Linked DNA regions of Mus musculus: region 2 is linked to region 1. A link is a contact called in public promoter capture Hi-C data. All regions are on one chromosome and are shown on one strand. The core of a region is the stretch at or near the end of the contact, and the rest is flanking DNA. Distances in the headings are between cores, read along the strand shown. Region 1 holds the start of Klhl2 (kelch-like 2, Mayven). Region 2 holds the start of Ints10 (integrator complex subunit 10).

Region 1 (6,326 bases), core at 3,228-5,727:
AAGATGTAGAACTCTCAGTTCCTTCTCCAGCACCATGTCCACCTGCAGGGTACCATGTTTCCTGCCATGATGATAATGTACTCAACACCTGAAACTGCAATCCAGCCCCAATTAAATGTTTGCCTTTGTAAGAGTTGCTTCGGTCATGGTGTCTCTTCAAGGCAATAGAAACCCTAACTAAGACAGTGGCACACACCTGTGATCCCAACACTTGGGCAGCAGAAAGTAGCAGAATTAGAAATTCAACCTCTTAGCTACATAATGAGGTTGAAGCTAATCTGGGCTACATGAGACCCTGTCTCAATGTATCAAAAAGATCAATGTGGTGTGTGTGTGTGTTAATATAAAGTTATTCTATGTACTGGAGCATCACCCCTTAATCATTTGTTTGACTGCTACCACATTGTTGCAAATGTTCCCTGGAATAGGAGAAGAATCCAGGAGGTCTATAGACAGTGAGGGCAAGAGGAGAGAGTGGCAAAAATGAGAAAGTCTCAACAAACTGATTCAGAATCTGCTTGGGGTCTGTCCTCACATCCCACTGCAGGGGCAACCAGAAGCTGTGGGTAGATGCTCCTGTATGTGTGCACACATATGCGTGATCTGAGATGAATGGCCACAAGCAAATGGTACTTTTCAGAATTTATCAAGAGTTTGGCCTTGTTTTCTCCTTCCTCTAGCACTGCTGACCATTTAGAAAGTTGTTTAGTTCTAGGTAATTTTATAATGAGGCATTACATCACCAGACCATATAAATAGATACTATATAAATATATACAAGTAAAAATAGATTAAATCAATTTCTTTTCTTAAAAAGTCACAGAATATGCTTACCTGATATACATTAGTGTGAAACCTATTTTTGGGCTATTTCCTGGACCAATTCAAACAGATTTTTCAATTAGACTTCACAGCAAATGATGTTCTTTCATTTCTCTGGGAACTTTTGACACAGGGTTGGTAGTGTGCAGGTGTGGTCTGCTGGAGGGGTAGTGGGTATCCTCAAGACAAAAACAAGGAAGCAAGCATTCGTAGAGGAAACTGAACTCAGGCACAAATGTCATCTTGAAATGAGGGTTCTTCTATTAGTCTGGAGCAGAAGAATCACATTACCCCATCTGGCCTGGTAAGGCTTACCACGAACACCTTCCTGTATTGTCAGATTCCCTTGCTGAACAACAAATGACTCATGAGAAGGTTTGCAGGTGCCTCATAAGATTCCATGTATATAGTAAGCCCCCAACCTGTTCGGATCTAAGCAAAAACTCGCGCTTAAAATCAGTGCACCTGTGCATGGTTGCACACACCTTCGATCCCAGCCAGCTCTTGGAGACGGAGGCAGGGGGCAGATCTGAGTTCAACACCAGGATGGTTTCTACATACGGAGTTCCAGACCTTCCAGAGTTGTGTCAAGCTTAGTGAAACTCTGTCTCAAAAAGAAAAGAGGAAAAAAATAGTGCAGCTATTTAAGTATACACTTTAGGCTAACTGTGGCATAGAAACTAAGACTTTTCAAAAGATTTCCATTTTCTTCAGCACCTATAGGAAGCAGATGACCCTTGTGCCTCAGCCTCTTGAATGGTGGGCTTGTGTCACCATAAACCTGCATATCTTTGTAAGACAGAGTTTCACATAGTCTAGTTTAGTCTTGAATGCAAAATATAGCTGAGGATGACCTTGAAGTCCTGACCACCCTACCTCTTCCTCCAAAGTGCTGGGCTTGTAGTTGGGTGTCACCATGCCCTGCTTTATGAGGTACCGGGACCAAACCCAAGGCTTCCTATCTGTTAGGAAAACACTCCACTGACTGAACTATCTCCCTAGTCCACAGCTTATCTGTTTTTAAATGAGTGATTTTTCTTTCTTTCTTGTACTTTCTTTTTGGTGGAGGGGGTTTCCAATACACGACGTTTGATGTTCTACAGAGGCATGGAGTCTTTTCCTCACAGTGGCTTTCTCAGCCCTGTGATCCTTGCTGTGACACCAAGTTTCTGCCTGCCACATCCTGACACTAACTCTACTGAAACATCCAATTTCAATTCAGTTAAGTCATTCCTGACACTGATACTGCCAAGGGCTGGCTCACCTGTGTGTGCCATCTTCTTTGCAAGCAATCCATTCTGGCGATGTCACATTAATTTTAGCTTCTAGTGTCTTAGGGACTGTTTTATTTTACAAGCATTGAACAAATAAATGCAGTTTTATACAGTTTCATCCCTTGACGGGGGGTGGGGGCATCTTGAAAAATCAGGGGTCTGGAAATATGGCTCAACCATTAAGAATGTTTGCTATTCTTATAGCAAGCTGGGGTTTTGATTCTTAGCATCCGTATTGGGTGGCTTACAAATACTTGTAATTACATCTCCAGGTAACCCAATCTACTTTTCTGGCCTCCTTGGGCACCTGCATGATTGTGTGAACATCACAAAAATAAGCACTCTTCTGGGTTTACTTCTACAAATGGAGTGGTGATAAAAAAAAATAGACATTTAGAATATTAGCAGAAAATTGTGATGGACAAAGATGAACCAGAGGAAGATCTAATGGGGGCTATGACTCAAAGTATGTGCCTCGCACACTGACACACCCTTTAGAAATTATTATTATTATTATTATTATTATTATTATTGCTTTTCAATGCTGCGATTGAATCCAGAGCTATGTATTTGCCAGGCACTATCACTGAGCCATAGCCCCCTCTTTAATTTATTTCAACTTGTTATGAGACAGAGTCCAACTAGGTTGCTAAGGCATAGTTTTCGAACTCATTCTGTACCAGGCTTACCTTTTGCTAGTGAGCTTGTATGTGCTTCACATCCACTTTCTCATCCGACTTTTGCTTTATAAAGCAGGAACTTTTCTTATGGCTCAGACAGATCCATCACGAATCCTAAGGAAGTATTATTAGTGATGGATCTGTCTGAGCCATAAGGAAGTCATCATGCAGGCCCTCCGCATGGCAAATCAGTAATGGCCTAACGATGCAGAGATATTAATCACGGCAAGGCATATTTTCTTTATTAAAACAAGTCACCACTGAGCACCCTTTCTTGGCCTCCTGAGTGCGGGGATTATAAGCACACACCAACACTTTTGCAATTATTTTATTTAAGTACTTATTGGCAGTGCTAGGGATGGAGCCTTGTGCTCCCTCAGGCAAGCACTCCGTTCGTGTGATGCTGGAGTGGCCCAGGGATCATGTCTTGGTCTTTTCTGTAGCTACATTACAGAGCTTATTTCAACTAGTCTTGTGACTGTACATACGATCTACATGGGTCAACTTCCAAATTTAAGTTCACTCCGGACGCTACTTCTCCTGAAGCCTAATCCATCGGAATTCTTACTGAGCACTTTATCATCTAGAATCTGACCACTTCTTTCAATCCCTCTGACTCCAGTTCAGCCATCTTTCTTTTGTATTTTGGCTAGACTAAACTTGCCTGCTCCCTTCCCTCCGCGAGTGTATCACTTATACAACTAACGGTAACCATTTGGCCAGTAATGGTCTAGTACTGCCTCAGTTACAGTAAGTAGAGAGTCTCAGACCTTGCCTTCCTTCAAGCCTGGAATCCTGGCTCTACCCCGAGGGTGCCTAGACAGTAAGTTTGGAGTGGAACTGAAGAATTCCCATCTCTAAGTTCCCAGGTGTTTCTTCCGCTAGCAGGCATTGGTGGAGAATTCGGAACCCTCCTGCCTTTTCTCAATGTGACAGGCATCTTGCTGACAGGGATCTTCACTGATTTTGCCTTAGCCCTGGACATTCACCCACCCCTTGAGTGGTTCAAGGTTCATGTTAATTCATCTTTGTTTAACTGATACCCCAAGAGGCCTTCCGGACCGTTCCTCATCAAACAGCACGCCCTATCTCACCGCCGTTTCTTCTTCTTCCCAGTGGACATCCTGGGCTCATTGTTTCTCTTATCACGTCCAGATGGGCAGCTAGCTAAGCTAAACGACCCACGTTTGCTCAGTCACGTCCCCAAGCTCAGCCTAGCAGGTGCTCAACTCAGTTGTCCAAGGACCAGATTAGGAACACCCAGGAAAGACGCCCGCTAGCTTCGGGCTTGGGACACTGGTCAGGCCGATCTATCTCGTCTTGCCTCGGTTTCCCCCTTCGGAAAGGCAGTGAATGGTCTGCCCTCCCCCGCATCCCCACGGGGGTGGGGGAGGCACTCGGACGCCAAGACAAGGATGTGAACACACCGGTGAATCAGAGCAAGCGGTGCACCGGAGAGCACCCCTTCCGCGCGAGCCCTCCCCGCCTCCGAGCTCCCAGCCTCGGCCCCGGGTCTACTCCCTCCCCCGCGGGCGCGCGCTCGCCCGTCCGCCCGCCGCCTCCTCCTCCAGACGCCGCGGAGGAAGGGGCGGCGCCGAGGGAGGGGTCCCTCCGCCGCGGGAGGCCGCAGCGCCCGCCCGTCACGGCGCCGGCGCCGGCCGGGAGAACCCGGAAGTGGCCGAGCAGCACGCTCGCCCGCTCGCCTGTCCCGCCGCCGCCGCCGCCGCCGTCGCCGCCCGGCACTCGGGGGAGCGCGGGAGCCGCGCCAGGCACACGAGCGCGCGGGGCCGACGGGCCATGGCCGCGGGGGCCGCCGCCGCAGGTGGTGGCGCGCGGTGAGGAGCGCTGCGCCCCCTCGGGGCGGATGGAACGGGGCTGGGCGGGCGGACAGTGCCGGCGTCCGCGGCTGGTATGGTGCTGGCGGCGGCGGTCGCTGCCTGCGTTCTGAAGCCCGCGAGGAGCCACAATGGAGACGCCGCCACTGCCTCCCGCGTGAGTGAGCGGGCGCCCGGGCGCGCGGCGGAGGGCTGTACGGTTGCGGAGGGCGCGCGGCGCTGCGGAGGACACGCCGCGATCGCGGGGGGTGGCGGGCGAGGGGAGGCGCGGGGCGTGACGGGGCGCGGCGCCCGCAGTCCGGGGGGCGACCGCGGGACCGGACTCTGCCAGGCCGGCCGGCCGTGGGTAGGGGCTTCTTAGTCCCGGGGCGAATTGAACGTTCGGGATGGAGCTGTGCGTGGGGCTTGGCGGGGTGTGCGCGCGCGGGGAGTGGTGGTGGTGGTGGTGGTGGGCTACGATCGCCCTGTCGGTACCCCACCTCCCCCCTCCCCGGAATGCATGGGCTGCTGCTGCCCATCTCGCCTACCCCTTGCTAGTAGGGAGCGAGAGGAAACTGGAAAGTACCAGACGCCTGGAGTCTAAAATGAATGCAATCTGAGGTTGCTTGCTTCTTGGAATTTCTAATAAAATTAATATCCAAGGAGCTTTTACATCACTCCAAATGAGCTGCGGCCGTTTTAGGGCATGTGATCTCCTACCTGGCACTGCAGAAAATCTTTTATCCAGAAATCAGAGCATCTCTCGTTCCCTTGGTACCCGGGGCACGTTGGTAGTGTTACCGACCTGTTAGGCACAGGTGTCTTTTTTCCTTGGTGCCCAAGTGCATTCAAGATCACCTGCAACAAAATTACTTTCTAGAAATAAGAGCTTTAAAGAAAAAAATCATGTGGAAGATGTTATTCTGTACAAGGATTTTTGTTTTTTGAAAAAGTGGCCTGTAAATCTTCGGGAGTTTGAACGTTTCGTCCTCCCCACCCCCACTCCCACCCCACGCCACCTTCATCAGTTTAACCTTTATGAAGGAGTACAGAGTCCTTTGGATCTGACTTTCAAACCGCAGACAAACCTCTCTCCAAAAAGGGTGAACCTTTTCATTCGATCTGATTCATGGAACCTTATCGGTTTTCAATGAGATTCGGCTAGCCAGTTTCCTTCTATCACCGTTGTCGTCACCAGCCTCTTGTGCCTATTTGGCAGGATTCCAGCTAAAATAAGGATATTTGGTTTGGGCTGAACATTTCTTTTTCTTGTTCTTTTTGTATTTTGTATTTTGAGTCCTTTTATGAGATCACATGGGATGATAGATCCACAGTTTCTGTATGTGCAGTGTTTTGAGCTTGAGTGGAACAGGTCGTGGGGATCTGAAGAGTGGGTGAGTCTTGGCTTGCCCCTTCTGGGCTCATAGAAATGATAGAAAAAGCAAGGGATCAGATGCTTTGCAGATGGTGGCAGCTTTGAGGCTCTGATCTGCTCACGCTCCCCAGAAGGTTGGGAAAGCTTCCTGAGCCCCCTGGGAAACATGTTAGCAGCCCCCCCACCCCCCACCTTGGAAGCAGAGTGAACTGGAGAGAACCAGGGGACCTTAGGATGAAGGTTCAGAAGAAAAAAAGATGGGTGTGGAAAACAGACCCTAGAGCAAGCCAAGGCATAGAAAATGGTTTAAGTCGGAAAACTGAATAAGATGAGCAGCTCTGTTCTTTTGCTATTGTTGCTT
Region 2 (6,335 bases), core at 1,958-4,457, 3.9 Mb before region 1:
TGCCTTGGTCATGGTGTCTGTTCATAGCAGTAAAACCCTAACTAAGACATTATCTATAGACGTTTTCATCATCAGAAATATGTAAAATATGTTCAAAATACACTCAACCTTCTGATCTCATTGACAGATGACTATCACACAGGCACAAAGTGTTCTAAGTAAATGATAAAAGGACCAGTTAATATCACTGTGGACTTTCATTGCCTAGAATAAAAAGTAAAGTGGGTTTCACTATGACAGGTGTGACTGAGATGCCTGTGGCAGACGCACTATTCCAGAAGTGGCCATTTATAATTAGACCGGAACTGTACTCACTCCGTAAGAACTGGGTCTGCTTATCTTGTGAGTCGTTCCTCAATGCTGACGTGATGATGCTGATTTCTCTCCATACCACCGGCTGGTCCGGGAAATTCACAAACCTGTTTTTAAAATGAATGCATTAAAGTAAGATGTGAAACTCAAACAAGGAAGAACAATAGCATTTAGAGAAACCCATTTTTCTTTAGGTGAATGATTACATATGTCTGAACAAAGGATAGAAATACACAAAAATAATCTATCAGTTTGAAAAATTTGAGAGTACTCATAAAAATCTTTAGACATTGTTGTGAATGAGGGGCTGGAGATGTAGCTCAGTTAGACTGATTGCTTATCATGCACAAAGCCCTGGGTTCCAATCCTGTATTCTACAGCACAGGTGTGGCGGTGAATGCCAGTAGTCACAGTGTTTGAGACATAAAGGCATGAGATCAGAGGTTCAAGGTCATCCTCAGATACTTTTTTTTTGGGGGGGGGGGAGCGGCTCTTTTCTTTCTTTCTTTCTTTCTTTCTTTCTTTCTTTCTTTCTTTCTTTCTTTCTTTCTTTCTTTCTTTCTTTCTTTCTTTCTTTTCTCGAGACAGGGTTTCTCTGTGTAGCCCTGGCTATCCTGGAACTCACTCTGTAGACCAGGCTGGCCTCGAACTCAGAAATCCACCTCCCTCTGCCTCCCAAGTGCTGGGATTAAAGGTGTGCGCCACCACTTCCTGGCCTCAGATACTTTAATAAATCTGAACCCACAGCAATCTAGAGGACACAAAAGACGTGGTCTCAGAAAGAGAAAACAAAAGCAAGCCAAGAGCCTTCATGCATTCACCCGTTTACACTGTGACCAGTCAGCTCCAGCTCCTGTTGCTATGCCTTCCCCACCAGGATGGACTGTATCCTTAAAACCTGAGTCAGGACACACCCTTCCTTTCTGAGCTGCTTTCTATCAGTCACAGCAACAGAAAAAAATAACACTCTATTAAAAACAACAAGAAAAACAAGAACAAAACTCACAAAGGTAAACCACAGGCCAGAAATAACCAAAGAGAACAGTCGCAGCGACACTCGTATGAGGGGCACCAGCAGTATAGTAGCCGGGCGGTGGTGGCGCACGCCTTTAATCCCAGCACTCGGGAGGCAGAGGCAGGCGGATTTCTGAGTTCGAGGCCAGCCTGGTCTACAGAGTGAGTTCCAGGACAGCCAGGGCTATACAGAGAAACCCTGTCTCGGGGGAAAAAAAGAAACAATGATATAGTAAGATATCATTTTCCCCATGATACAGGTGGGGTGTGGCGGCATAGCCTCTGTCCCAGCTAAGAAAAGAGGAACAAGTGGGTCTGAGTTCAACACTACCCTGCCCAATAAAGTGAGGTTCCTCTGTCTCATGAGGAAGAAAAGGAAAAACAGGGGTGGTGGTGGTGGAGGAGATGAACATATACAGGTTGGCAAAAATGTGGAAAACTGCCAATTCATATATATACACATATAAATATATATGTATATATATATATATATATATATATATATATATATATATATACATACATATATATAATTTGTGGAAACAGATATTTAGGCTATCCTTTTTAAAGAGTAATTTGATAGATGATGAATTGTACATATCCCTTAGCTACAAAACATCAAAATATGGGTGCAGAATTACTCACTGACATTCCAAACATAAATAAATTGGAAATTAACCATGCACCCAGAAAATGATACATGGCCATTAAGAACATCAGTTGTCTCTATAGACTAGACCCAGAGGGTCCACAACAGCGGGTTATGAAAGTACACTTCAGGGTAGAATGGCCTCGCTTTTATCAGCTACCCAGTGTATGTATGTATACATATGGAGACACACAAAACTTAGCTCTGGGTTAGAAGGGATTTCACATTTCATTCTATCAATTGCTGTCTGAATGTTTGTAATGAGCCTATGATAAATCACTGGCTACAAATTTGGGGATTAAAATACAAGAATTAAAAAGTCGTCTCTGTAGAACGCCTGTTGGCAATTAAGGCCTGAATTCTGGGTACCAGGGAAGAGGATGATCTTGCAGAGCCCCGACTGCTACTATCAATTGTTCATATCTGAAGAGGACCCCTTCAGATATCAACAATAGCTCCCAGAACGATCCCAGTTAACTCACATGTCATACAGCAACCTCCCTGCGGTGGCAGTCCTCTCGGCATTCCGTTCGATGGTGTACATTTCATACTGAAACAAGGCAGACAGGGTCAACGGCTTCCACGGTGGTAGCTGGTCCAGCTCCAGCCCACCTGCAGCACTGCTCAGAGGTGGGCCTTCACCCAGAACACCCACGAAGGGAAATGAGAGCCTGGTGGCCCAGAATTCACCCCATCTGCAGGGCTTCTAGGATCAAGTGGAGTAGAAACGTCCCCAAAGAAGCAGCAACTGAACAGATGGCTGCTACCATGATCAATGAATGAATGCCCTGGGCCCTAGTGGCAAAGATGCACTGTACAGGATCAACCAGACCCGGATTTACTGTATGGTTTCCGCCTTTGCAGGTGCTGGGGAAAAGGTTGGTCAACTGTCCTGTGGAGCAGGGTAGGAGCAACGTGGGGAGGGGGACAGCGGCCGCGCAAAGCGCCCAGGGCCACTGGGCTCGGCCAAACGCTCTCTTCCGCGCGTGCGGACGCGCCGGGTCTGACTCACCTGGATGTTGAAGTCGGCCGGGTAGAGGCTGCGGGCCGTGATCAGCCATGCCTTGGCTGCCCACAGGTCCTGGGGCACTAGTTCCCGGGCTCGCTGCACCAGAAACTCACAGTCGCCCTGGGCCGACATGGTCCCGGGTTTTTGCCCTTCCAGTAGGCGACACTAGGGCGCCGCCAACCCCCAGGTGGCCACTGCGCATGCCCAGAGACCAGCCAACCACAGGCCGCAGAGGTTCTGTAGAGTCCTATGGAAACTACGGAGACCTGGATTTTCATTACTCGGATTGCCATCCGTCGATGGTAGCGCGCCGCTGACCGCCTGGGAGTAAGCGTCAGAGTCGGCAACCCTGTGCTCCAGGTTCTTGCGTTCTCCTTTGATTCCAGCCCGGGTTTGAAGGTCCGCGACACGCTCAGACACGGAGCGGCGGTCCTTCGGTGTAAATAAACCTGGTGCCCAGGGTTAAGGTGTAGTTTCGAAGTGTCGCGGAGGGCTGGGCCTGGACTGTGCAAGACGACCCCACCCTCGCATGCGGAAAGACCCTGGATCGCCTGTTGCTTTTGAGCTTTGCCAACATCTTTGCCCCTGCCCCAGGCATTATTTCGCCTGAATCTTATTCTTTTTCTCCTATACGGAAAAATTAGCATTTAGAAGATGCTCGGCTGGATGTCCGAACCACCTGCTCTGCAAGAGTTAAAAAAAAAAACAAAAACAAAAACAAAAAAAAACAAAAAAACAAAAAAAAAACAAAAAAACTTTGATCATTTGAACAATGGAAAATAGCTGCAGTATAAATCGGTACCGAAATCCTGGCTTTGGTTTTGCATTTGAACAACCACAATAACAAAACAGTCCCCCTGTTCTGTTGACAAGGCAATATTCATTTATTGAATTGGAAGTGTCCGGAAAGTGAATTGCTAGCTTTGGTTTTCCGTCTAAGTGCATGTATATATATATATTTCTTATAGGTGTTTGTATATAGTTCCTATCAACTGTAGCCATCATTTGCCACTTAAAACCAGGACATCGAAGAATTCAGAGCTGGTTTTCTTTTCTTTTTTCCTTTGAGACATTCGGTCATGGCCCAAGCTGACCTTAAACTTGGCAAGTATACGAGGATGATCTTAAACTCCTGATTCCTGACTTCCATCTCCAAAGTGCTGGAATTAAGGACATGTGCCTGTTCTGATTAATTTTTTTTTCTTTAACAAAGAAATTAGGAATTTACTTATTTAAGTAAAAAATACAGATATTAAAAATAAATATGAATATAAACATTACAATAGTGAATTGCAGTTCTTGGATGAAGCTTTGTTTATGTCAAAGATTATTTGTGAAGAGAAGGGACATAGGCTACGAAACAAAACTATTTGGGGCAATAAACATCTACATCATCTCTGATATCTGACCTAACTGTCTTCTTCCAGATAAGCTTTTTAGGAGGGATCTTTAAGCCTGGAAGACTTGAAGCTCCAGTAACCTTCAAGTTAAGAATGAAATAATACCTGGTCTTTATGGAAGAGGTTTCCCAACCTTTCTCTAGCCCAGCTACCCGATGTCTATGCTGGCAAATGCATTGATCTGTTGCTCTCTTTTGTTCTGTGATCCTAGAAGCTCAGGTGGCTTCCCTACCGTGAACATATCATCCAAGGCAAGGTGAGACCTGGCCAAACCATCTCATTCATATTAAGCTTTGAATGAACTTTCTTTTAAGTTCCTTTATTGTTTTATATCGATCTTATTTATAGAAATGTAAAAATACAGGCTTGCTAATGAATAATTTATAAACAAGTAGTAAAAATTTGTGGTGAATTAGTGTGCTGATTCAAAAAGTGCAGAGACAGAGGGGTGTCGTTTTAGGTAAAACACCAAAAAATGTCAAACTCAAGTTTGGTTATCCTGAATTTTTAAAGGAAGTCTGAAAATTTAGCTGGCCATAGTGGCTCAAACCTTTTATACCAGTACTTGGAACAGAGGCAGGTGGACCTCTGTCACTTCAAGGCCACCCTGGTTTATTTAGGCAGTGTCAGGCTAACCAAGGCAAAGAACAGAAAGAGAAACCAAAGAGGCTGGAAAGATGGCTCAGCCACCCTGGTTTATGTAGGCAGTGTCAGACTAAACAAGGCAAAGAACAAAAAAGAGAAACCAAAGGGGCTGGAAAGATGGCTCAACAGTTAAGAGCACTGACTGCTCTTCTGAAGGTCCTGAGTTCAAATCCCAGCAACCACATGGTGGCTCACAACCATCCGTAATGAGATCTGTGCCCTCTCCTGGTGTGTCTAAAGACAACTATAGTATACTTACATAGAATAATAAATAAATCTGAGAGAGAGAGAGACCAAAGAGGGAATAGGAGTTCTGAAAATTCACAGGTGGTTTGAATGAGAATGGTCCCCACAGGCTCATTGGTTTGAATCCTTGGTCACCAGGGAATGGAACTATTTGAAAAAAATTAGGGGGTGTGGTCCTCTTGAAGGAGGTGTGTCATTGGCTGGAGTCTCACTCTTCCTGCTGCCTGCAGATCAGGATGTAGAACTTTCAGCTACTTCTTGAGCAGCTTATCTACATGCTGCCATACTCCTTGCCATGATGGCAGTGGACTAAACCTCTGAAACTGTAAGCCAGCCCTAATTAAAATGTTTCCTTTATAAGAGTTGGCCTTGGCATTGGTGTCTCTTCACAGCAATAGAACACTAAGACAGAAGTTGGTGCCAGGAGTTGGGTATTGCTGTGACAGGCTTGACCATACTGCGTGTTGGTGGAATGTTCGAACTTTGGACTAGAAAAGCAGTTGAACACTTTGACTGGGTTTTAATGGGACATACTACAAGGAGCACCAAAGGCAGTAGTGCTGAAAGATGCCCGTTATGACAGGTGAGCTCAAGGGGCTTCAGAGAAGAATGTTAGTAAGTAGACTAAAGATAGTTGTTGGTGAAGAATGTAGCTGCTTTCTGCCCTTGTCTGAAAAAATAAATCTATCTGAGGCTAAGTTGGAGAGTTTTAGATTAATGGTGTTGGGAGAGGAGATTTCAAGACAGCTTAGTATTGACTCTGTTGTGTTATTAGAAGTCACTCTTATACAGATCTATAATGAAAAAGAGAAAGCTGCGAAAGAAATAATATAAAATGTACAGTTTGAGGAGGAAACGAGCACCAAAAAGTGTAATGGAGCTAAGTTTAGTGCCCAAGGAGATTAAGAAGTTTAAAGAAAGGCCTAATGCTAAATGAAATAAAGGGAATGGTGACTTCCAGGCAAGACTCTACCCAGCTGAGCTTCCAATTGTGGGAAATTAAATTTAAAATTAAAGAAAAGCTTAAGCAGCTAAGTAAACATCAAAACCAGAAAACTGG

What was found. Promoter capture Hi-C pulls out the DNA fragments that hold promoters and counts their contacts.
Region 2: a promoter capture Hi-C map of frontonasal cranial neural crest shows a contact between it and region 1. The contact joins the promoter of Ints10 here to the promoter of Klhl2 in region 1. A contact is called at or near these places in 2 of 39 promoter capture datasets (frontonasal cranial neural crest and pre-B cells).

The regions. Positions count from the first base shown.
Region 1 is chr8:64,848,075-64,854,400 of GRCm38.p6, reverse strand. It overlaps Klhl2 (kelch-like 2, Mayven), which reads left to right and starts at 4,477. Exons shown (of 15, transcript NM_178633.3): 1 at 4,477-4,768. The coding sequence starts at 4,743.
Region 2 is chr8:68,790,801-68,797,135 of GRCm38.p6, reverse strand. It overlaps Ints10 (integrator complex subunit 10), which reads right to left and starts at 3,207. Exons shown (of 17, transcript NM_027590.4): 1 at 2,988-3,207; 2 at 2,458-2,525; 3 at 316-419. The coding sequence starts at 3,116.